Linked DNA regions of Canis lupus: region 2 is linked to region 1. A link is a contact called in public Hi-C data. All regions are on one chromosome and are shown on one strand. The core of a region is the stretch at or near the end of the contact, and the rest is flanking DNA. Distances in the headings are between cores, read along the strand shown. Region 1 holds the start of ATP5PO (ATP synthase subunit O, mitochondrial). Region 2 holds the start of RCAN1 (calcipressin-1).

What was found. Hi-C and Micro-C count contacts between places; a contact is called where the count stands out from the background.
Region 2: a Hi-C map of blood shows a contact between it and region 1, with 3 times the contacts expected there. The contact joins the promoter of RCAN1 here to the promoter of ATP5PO in region 1. A contact is called at or near these places in 2 of 9 Hi-C or Micro-C datasets (both in blood).

Annotation. Positions count from the first base shown.
Region 1 is chr31:29,065,406-29,070,087 of UU_Cfam_GSD_1.0, reverse strand. ATP5PO (ATP synthase subunit O, mitochondrial) reads left to right here and starts at 2,772. Exons shown (of 7, transcript XM_038581415.1): 1 at 2,772-2,882; 2 at 4,132-4,182. The coding sequence starts at 2,847.
Region 2 is chr31:29,671,783-29,676,475 of UU_Cfam_GSD_1.0, reverse strand. RCAN1 (calcipressin-1) reads left to right here and starts at 1,619. Exons shown (of 4, transcript XM_038581430.1): 1 at 1,619-1,953. The coding sequence starts at 1,711. It overlaps CLIC6 (chloride intracellular channel protein 6), which reads right to left and starts at 1,368. Exons shown (of 10, transcript XM_038581426.1): 1 at 1,071-1,368; 2 at 214-354.

The DNA.
Region 1 (4,682 bases), core at 1,523-4,022:
AGCCCCAGAACTGCCATTTCCTAAATGAGCTGTCTAAACAGGACCTGAGAAGTCTCCGCACCTGCAAAGCGGGTGGGGGGGAGTACCAGACTACCTATGTCTCAGAACTGTCCTGAGACTCAATATAAAAATGAAATTATATATGTGGTTTAAATAAACCCTAAAACTCAAATAATTGCATTAAGTAAACTATCAAATAAATTAACCATTAAATAAACTCCAAAACTCAAGTAATCACAAACCATTATTGCCTTATCCAAGGAGCTGGAATGCATCGGGGATAAATGCAAAGACCGTAGAGCATATCTCCATGGTGTTATGCAACTTTACAGGTTACTTATTATGATCAATACAGTAAAGAATCTAGAAATTTCCAAGTGTATTTGGCCCCAGAACTTTCAATTCACATTATATCTATTAACATCCACATATTAGAAATCATGGGTTTTGTGGTTTGATTTCACATAAAATGTAAGGTGTACGAAGGCAAGCACTTTGTCTTGTACCCTACTGTATCTTCAGGCCATAGAAGAGCTGCCTGCACATAATAGGTACTCAATAAATTTATATTCATTGCATAATGGATATACTTTCCTTTAAGCTAATTTGAAAATAGCCTCTGAAAATAGTATGCATAGTGACGTGAAACATGGGTTTATATGCTCTGCTAGTGAAAGTGTAAATAGGTTTAATCTTTTAAAAAGCAGCCTAACTTCATGCAGCAAGAGCTTCTAAAGTATATGTCCTCTCACTAAGTTGTGTTGCTTCTGGAAATCTACTTGGATGTTATTCTAAGTATGAAAAATAAAAAGTTTGTATTTAAGATGCTCAGGAGATGCAGTATTGTTTAAAATGGGGAAAAAAAAACCCACCTGGAAACCATCTGAATTATGTTCAGATGAATAATTAAGATACAGAATATTCACTTGATGGGTTATTCTGCAGCCATTAATATGCTTATGAAAATTATAGAACTTTGAAATATTCCTATATTATATTGTAAGCACACATTCATAAATCACATATAATTCTTTTTCCTCTTGTATTAAGGAAAAAGGCAAGAAACTAAATTGTATATAAATTATAATCCATATATGTAACAACAACAAATGCAAAATAAGGAACTAACACTGAGTGCCACTGTGCCAGGCAATTGCTCTAAATACTTCATATACATATAACATCTTTATTTTCCTAATAATCTATAAGGCAGGTATTATTATAATACCCATTATAATACTGAAAAAAACTGCTCAAATGCTGACACTCAAATATTGACAACAGCTGCCTCTGAGTGATGAAAAAGACAGTAATTATATTCCCTGCACTTTTCTGCATTCTTACAAGTATTATGTATGGGGAGAAAACTGCTCTTTACAAGGGTAAACTAATGAATATTAATCTGTGTTCCTGTAACGGATCTGAACAGGAAAAAAAAAACTTAATTGACCGCGGGACCCCTTAATTTCAACCAGGGAACTCCGACCCACCCGTGCTCTGCTCGCCAGTTCTCTACTGTACAGAAGAGGAAAATAAGAGTAAGCTCCATTTAGGGTGAAATAGGCTGAAAATCGCTTGTTTTTGTGAATGCAGAGAAACTGGCCAAGGCTAGTGTTGGGTTTTCAGTTTCAATGTCACACTTGCTCAACCCCAAGATAACCTCGGATAACCACTGTGCTCTACCCAGAATCAAGAATTCAGGCACCGGGAACCTCATATCCCCTTACAGACCAACGAGTTGGTGGTGAGATGGGGGTGGGGGGGTGGAGGGGGTGGAGGGGTGGAGGGGGTGGAGGTAGGAGCTGTCACCGCCCAGGCAGGCACTGAGCAGGAAGAGTTGCAGCTGGAGCCCTACAGCTCCTTTCCTTTTATGCAGAGGGAAGAACTGAGCTTGATACATCCTTTGGACGCGGAGGAAAGAAGGGATAAAAGATCCTAATGATGCTAGTCATCAATGTGAAATGGGACATATGCGGGGGTGGGGGGTGGGGGGGTAGTACCAGACTACCTACGTCTCAGAGCTGTCCTGAGACTCAACATAAAAAATGAAACTATATATGTGGTTTAAATAAACCCTAAAATTCAAATAATTGCATTAAATAAACTACCATGTAAATCAACCATTAAATAAACCCCAAAACTCAAGTAATCACAAACCACTATTATGGCCATATCCAAGGAGCTGCAGTGCATTGGGGAATAAATGTAACTTATTTATCTATTTATCTAATGAAAATATTTATCTAATTTATCTACTTATCTAAATGGAAATTTACAATGGAAATATTTATCTAATTTATCTATTTATATAAATGGTAATTTATTTATTTTAAGATTTTATTTATTTATTCATAGACACAAGAGAGAGAGAGAGAGAGAGAGGCAGAGACACAGGCAGAGGGAGAAGCAGGCTCCACGCTGGGAGCCCGATGTGGGACTCGATCCCAGGTCTCCAGGATCACACCCCAGGCTGCAGGCGGCGCCAAACCGCTGCGCCACCGGGGCAGCCCCTAAATGGAAATTGAAAATGGAAATATTTATCTAACTTATCTATTTGTCTAGATGGAAATTTGAAAACGAGGGACAACAAATCCACCGTACAGGTAAGGATTACGTGGTAACAAGGATTTCAACTTAAGGCGCTGTCCGAGCTCGCTAGCTCAGCGGGTCCAACTCTTTTAACACTTGTTTCTAAGAACCACAACTCCCAGCCTGACGGCGACCCCTGCGCATGCGGCCTGACCACCTGCGCCTACATTTCCCAGAGGGCCGAGCGGCTACGCTGACGCACGCGTGCGCCCTTGAGTCTCTCTGACGCGGGTTTGACCTACAGCCCCCCGGAGAAGATGGCCGCCCCAGCGGTGTCCGGGCTGTCCCGGCAGGTGAGAGAGGACGGAGGTCCTGAAAACTAGCGAGAGGATCCCTCTTAGGGCGGAATGTGCCAGAGCCCTAGGAGCCGCGGGGCGAGGCCGCAGCTGGGACAGCGTGGCCGCCGTCGGGTTCGTGGGGCCCGGCGAGTGGGGGCGAGCGGCCCTGCCGGCGCCCTGCGGGCGGGGGGCGCAGGGGGACGCGCGCCTGACCTTGGGGAGCCCGGAGCACAGCCTCGGGACGCCGCTGAGCTTGAGGAGCAACGCGGGGGCGGGGGGCCTGCCCCGGACGCCGAGGAAAGGACACGCCCCACGCCCCCAGTCCTTTAACTCTGTCGTTGTGCCTAAACCTCTCAGGGGCCCACCAGTAACGCTTCAGGATTATTTGCAAAGCCCATTTTTCACCTTTGTGCAAAGAGAAGGAGACGGAAGCGTTTAAGTGACTCGGCCTTGGCCGCCCAGCCAGTAAGGGGTGCACAGAGCTGAGATTCGAGCCCGCAGAGTCACACGGAAGATGGAGTGGGAAGGGAAAGCCGTGCTGTTTAGGCTACAAGGCAGCACGGTGCATGGCACGACGCCTCGCCGCTTGGCTGAGTGTTCATGCGTGATGAAGTATTTGGATCCCCGCAGCCAGTTTTGGTGTAATAACGCTGCAGATTTGAGATATTATGTTAAGGTGACCTGTGCCCTTGCAGATGCTATTTAAACGAGCTCCAGCTCGGTTCCTCGGGAGGCCAGATCCCGTGTCTGAGAACTAGGGCTTGGGCTCACGTTAGACGGCTGCAATGCTCAGAGGATCAGTCTCCGTTTTCCTATATCATTTGGTTTCTAAGAAGGTGTATCTCTTGCACATCACGACTGGAAGCCTCCCTTTTTTTTTTTTTTTTTAAACTAAAATCCTTCCTCACGGGTGGAAATATAAATGCAAATAATAATAATACACGGGTGGTGATATAAATGCAAATAATCATCATCATCTTGGGGTTTTTTTTGAAAATCATCATCGTCATCTTGGGGGTTTTTTTTGAAAACTGTATTTCAGCCATATTTGTGTTTTCTCTCTTACACTGACGTGTGCTAGCCTCAGCCTGTTTCTAGCAAAACTGGGGAGTTGGTGGGAAAGCCTATTTCCCAGGCAACTAGGGATGAATCTCAATGGGGGGGGGGGGGACTTTACCCCTAGGGGATAAATAGCAGCTCATGGTAATCTGTGTGATGATACTCGGAAACTAATCGTTTGAAATGTTTTATTACTGTTTTAAAGGTGCGGTGCTTTAGCACATCTGTGGTCAGGCCGTTTTCCAAGCTCGTGAGGGTATGTCCCCTTTTCTAATTAATTGTGGAGTAGATGAACATGTGTGAGTCCAACGGCAATACAGTAGGGCATAGATGTTTGTATAAGTGCCACCTAAACCTTTCTGCGTGATCTGTGGTTTCCAAAAGGTGATGTGTGCATGAGGGCAGGGAATGGAATACGTTGAATGTGGGATGTGCGGCAGGCCCATGCATAACGTTTATGAGAATTTCCTTTTTTTTTTTTTTTTTAAAAGATTGTATTTATTTATTCATGAGACACACAGAAAGAGAGGCAGAGACACAGGCAGAGGGAGAAGGAGCCTGATGCAGGACAGGACTCGATCCCAGGACCTGAGCCAAAGGTGGATGCTCAACCACTGAGCCATCCATGCATTCCTCTGAGAACTTCTCAAACCCCATTACAGTGCTGGAAAGTAGCTGGCCTTCCCATTTACAAAAGCGGAAGCCGACTCTGGAAAACTTGCCCAGTGTTACTCAGCCTGGTCTTAGAGCTGGACT
Region 2 (4,693 bases), core at 370-2,869, 610 kb before region 1:
ACTCCAGGATCACGCCCAGAGCCAAAGGCAGACGCTCAACTACTGAGCCACCCAGGAGTCCCAGATATACTTTTTATTATAATTGCTTACAATTCATAACTAAATAGGGAAAGCCTACCTTAGGAGAAAATACAGGTCTGATTTTACACCTTCCAAGGAACCCTATACACATAAACAGGGTTACCATGTACTGGGCCCTTCCTGGACTCTTACCATATATGACCCCACTTTTCAGATCAGGAAACTAAGACTCAAGTTACTCGTCCCAGTCATTAACAGCAAAGCTGAAATTCAGACCTAGGTTTTCACTGCATCACGTCGTCTTTCACGGCGAAGGAATTCCATCTATTCTGCCTGCCAGGGGAGAGAGAGAGAGAGAGAGAGAGAGAGAGAGAGAGAGAGAGAGAGAGAGAAGCTGTTTTGAGAACTTGTGCATTCCCTCTATAAACTTCCCCAATGGTAGGGGCCGATGTTTTGTTCCTTTCATTATCTACCTCCTCTTGTACATAGCACTTAGTGGTAACTCAAACATTTACTTCTGATTATGTGAATTTTGAACAATGCTAGAATGACTAATAAGCTGAAATATAAAAATAACGTATTGCCGTCAACAGCCTAGTGCAACGATAAAAATAAGGTACTGCCGTCAACAGTCTAGGGCAACGCTCACTGCGTCTATATGCGATCATATACGGTAAGCATCTAACCGCTCGCCTTCCCTCTATAAGCTCCATGATAGGGACCGATGCTTCGTTCCTTTCATTATCTATCTCCTCTTGTACATAGCACTTACTGGTAACCCAAATACTCACTTCTGATCATATAAATTTTGAACAATGATAGATAAGCTGACTTATAAAAATAAGGCTGGTGCAACGCCTGCTGCGACTATATGCGATCATATACGGTAAGCATCTAACCGCTCGCCTTCCCTCTACAAACTCCCCAATGGTAGGGACCGATGCTTCTTCCTTTCATTATCTATCTCCTCTTGTAGATAGCACTTAGTGGTAACCCAAAAATTTACATTGTTTAAATTTTGAACAATGATGACTAATAAGCGGACATACAAAAATAAGGCTGGTGCATCGCCTGCTGCGACTATATGCGATCATATACGGTAAGCATCTAACCGCTTGCCGATAGCCACGGAGCCACAGCCAAAACTGAATCTCGCTTAAATCCCCCCAGAGTTGGCCTGCGAGCCTCCAAACGTCACCGCCTGGGGAACCAGAGAAGCGCTGCGGCTCCAGGTACCATCCGGCGCCCAAGACGCTGCCTGGCGCCGCGCAGCTGACACCAGCCGCCGGAAAAGTGGAACTGGCTGAACAGGCCTTTGCCCCTAACCAGTATGGCCACCGCGAGGCTTCGGGTTGAGGGCGGTAGCATGAGGGTCACGTGAGGACAATCCCGTTCCCTTATTGGCTTCCTCTCCTGGAAGGGCGGGGCACCGTCGACCGCGGGGCGGGGCGGCCTTAAAGGGCCCGCCGCTAAGCCCTCCCGAGCTCCGCCCCCGGGGCTGGGCGGGGCCTGCGCGCGGAGGCCGCGTCGGGAGCGGGGCGGGGGAGCCCCGGTGAGCGCCGCCGGCAGCGACGGGAGCCGGAGGGGGTGAGCCGCCGAGTCGGCGGGCGGGAGAGCGCGAGGGGCGCGCGCGCGAGCCCGGCCCGGCCGACGGGGGCGCACGGGGGGCGCGCGGGCTGGGGCGCGGGGATGGAGGACGCCGTGGCCGGGCCCCGGCTCCGGGCGGCGGCCGAGGCGGCCGAGGCGCGAGCGCAGCCCGGGGGGACGCTTCGGCCCTTCGCGCCGTTCTCGGGGGCGGCCGAGGCCGACGAGGGCGGCGGCGACTGGAGCTTCATCGACTGCGAGATGGAGGAGGTGGACCTGCAGGACCTGCCGAGCGCCACCATCGCCTGCCACCTGGACCCGCGCGTGTTCGTGGACGGCCTGTGCCGGGTGAGGGCCGGGCCGTCGGGGGAGGGCGGAGGGCGGAGGGCGGAGGGCGGAGGGCGGACACTTGTTGCCCGGAGGCGGCGGCGCGGGCAGCCTGTGCAGCCGGGGGCCCGGGGCAGCCGGTGCAGCGCGGGTCGCCGCGCGCGGGCCGCTCCTGGCCGGGCGGGGGCGCGCTCCCCGGGGCTCCCGGGTCCCCGAGCACCTGCCGGGCCGGGCCGGGCCGCGCGCGCACCCCGAGGCGGGGCTCCGGGCGCAGCGCCGTGGACCGCGGCTGGTCCTCGCCTCCCGGAGACGCGGGTGCCCCGGGGTGGGCGCAGCGGGGGGGGGGGGGGGCCGGGAGCGCGCACTGCCGCCCCCGGGGCACGCTGCACCGTCGCTCTGCGCTTAGTAACTCCTTTGGGGAAGGGGGCTCCCCTCATTCATCGGGAGCTGGGAACAGACGTGCAGCGGCGACGTGACTCACTGTTCATAAATAGGACAACGTCCCTGCATTCTCAATCTGCACTCTTGGAAGAAAAGCCAATGTTTGGGTGAGGATCTGTGGTTGCTCATTATCCTGTGGCTGGCCAGTTTTGGTGGAACAGTGTTGGGGAGGGCAAAGGGGGGGGAATGGGGAGGGGGAAGGGACCCATTCTCTAGGCCCTTACAATAGTCAGGAATCTTGCTACGTGAAGGGGTGACATGCCACCATCGGGACACTCAGTACATGAGGAGCTCATTTTTAATTATTATTATTATTATTATTATTATTATTATTTTAAATAGCTACCCAGTTTAGAAACTTAGGAGGGTGAGGGGGCAGGTATGAGTAATCAGTGGTGGTGGCGTGGCGGGGAGGAGGAATTTATTTCAGATCTGCAATTAGCGTGCACAATAGAATTTGGACAACGGAGGCATTGCAGAATAAAGCCTGTCTTTGAGAGATATGCCTCAGGAGGAGAGCAGCTGTCAAAAAAAAAAAAAAAAAGTGATGCTTTCCATGCTTGGCTCTGGGTCTGCGTATACTGTCAATGAACTTGTAGTTGAACGCCGCTGCCAAGAGGAACACCACTGGAGAACAGAGAATGCGTGCTCGCGTCCCATTTGTTTGTGATTTAGGTGCCCATCCACTTTCAGGAAGGATTTAGAGTGGCGTGTGCTTAGGGAAGCTCCTGTGCATGCTTCCTAAAGCAACAATCGTGGTAATAAATACAGGGTCCCACTCATCTTATTCTAAGACCTTTTCTCTTCCTGAGAGCAAGGTCTAGCCAGCGCTATCAAGTCTCTTTCCCAGGGGTCCCAGGCTGTCTTTCAGATGGAGCAGGGTCAGGTCATGTAAGACTGTGCCTATTCGCTTGGGTGTGTGGCATTTTCATAGTTTTACAGTCTTCCCGGTAAGTGTTGGGGACATTCCTGAAATTGCTTTGCATGAAATTTTGTCCACTTTGCAGGCTATTCATTTTAACAAGTGTTGGAGACTCCACTTGGGCCAGGCACTGTTCTAGGCTCTGAGGGGGAGAGCAGTGAATGGAATGGCAACCTTGTCTTTGGGGCTCACCTTTTTGTTGGGGGCAACAGACTGTAAACAAATATGACATGTGTCAGGAGGTGAGAGTGCTATAGGAAAAAAGTAAAAGGGAGAAGATAGGGCAGCCCGGGTGGCTCAGCGGCTCAGCGGCTCAGCGCCTGCCTTTGGCTCAGGGCGTGATCCTAGAGACCGGAGATCAAATCCCACGTCGGGTTCCCTTCTTCTCCCTCTGCCTGTGCCCCTGCCTCTCTCTCTTCGTGTGTCTCTCATGAATAAATAAATAAAATCTTAAAAAAAAAGGGGGGGGAAGATAGGGAGGAGGGAGTGGAGATCTGGGAAGGAAGGGAGGATGATGTTTTATATAAGATGATCAGGGAAGCACTTGCTAACAAGGTGGTATTTTGAGCGGAGACAGTGGGCTAGCATCCAGACCTTTATTTATTCTTTTGCTATTTATTGAACGCTTACTATGTTCTCGGCAGTGGTGTAAGCCTGCTGGGTAGAGTGTTAAACACGATGAGCTTCCTTCTTATGCTCTAGTGAGTGAGGAGGGGTCAGATAATTGAGAAAAGTAAGTGAACCGGGTAATTTCAGAGAGTGACAAGCACAGTTGAGAGAGTAAAATAGGATAATATGCTAGGGAATGACCAAGGAGGGGACAAGGGCGGAGTCGTATCAGTCCTAACAGGTCCACTGTGATGGTTCAAGTTAGTAAAGAACAGGTTAATCGGGGCAGGATGGGGGGAGTCAACCAGGGGTGTTGGGTTGAGGGGTAGAAGTAGCTGCCACAGCCCTAGGAGAGCGGCTGCCTGGCAGGAGCTGCAGGTGTCAGGGGGTGGGATTGAGATGCTAAAGCAGAGAGTGGCAAGGAGGAAATGCCCACACTTGCCCTGGCTTTCTGATCTCTTTGGCGGAACCCAGCTGGCAGCCAGGAGGCCAGGGAGCCCCAGCAATAGGGTCCATAGGTGGGGTCAGCCTTCCAGAGCCCAAAGCAGGGTAGGGATGGCAGAGCGAGGCCCCGGGGACAGTGCAGGCAAAGAGGACATGCAGAGAGGGGTCAGCGTGGGGCCACTTTAGATGGAAAGGCCCCAGAAGGTCTCTCCGCACAGCTTGGACATGCTGGCAGGAAGAAGCTCCTTGTGTAGATTTTGCATGGCCCGCGTCCAGGCAAAGGGAAGAGCAGATACAGAAGTTCCAGGGCCCTGGTGAACTAACCGTATCCAGAGGACATGAAGG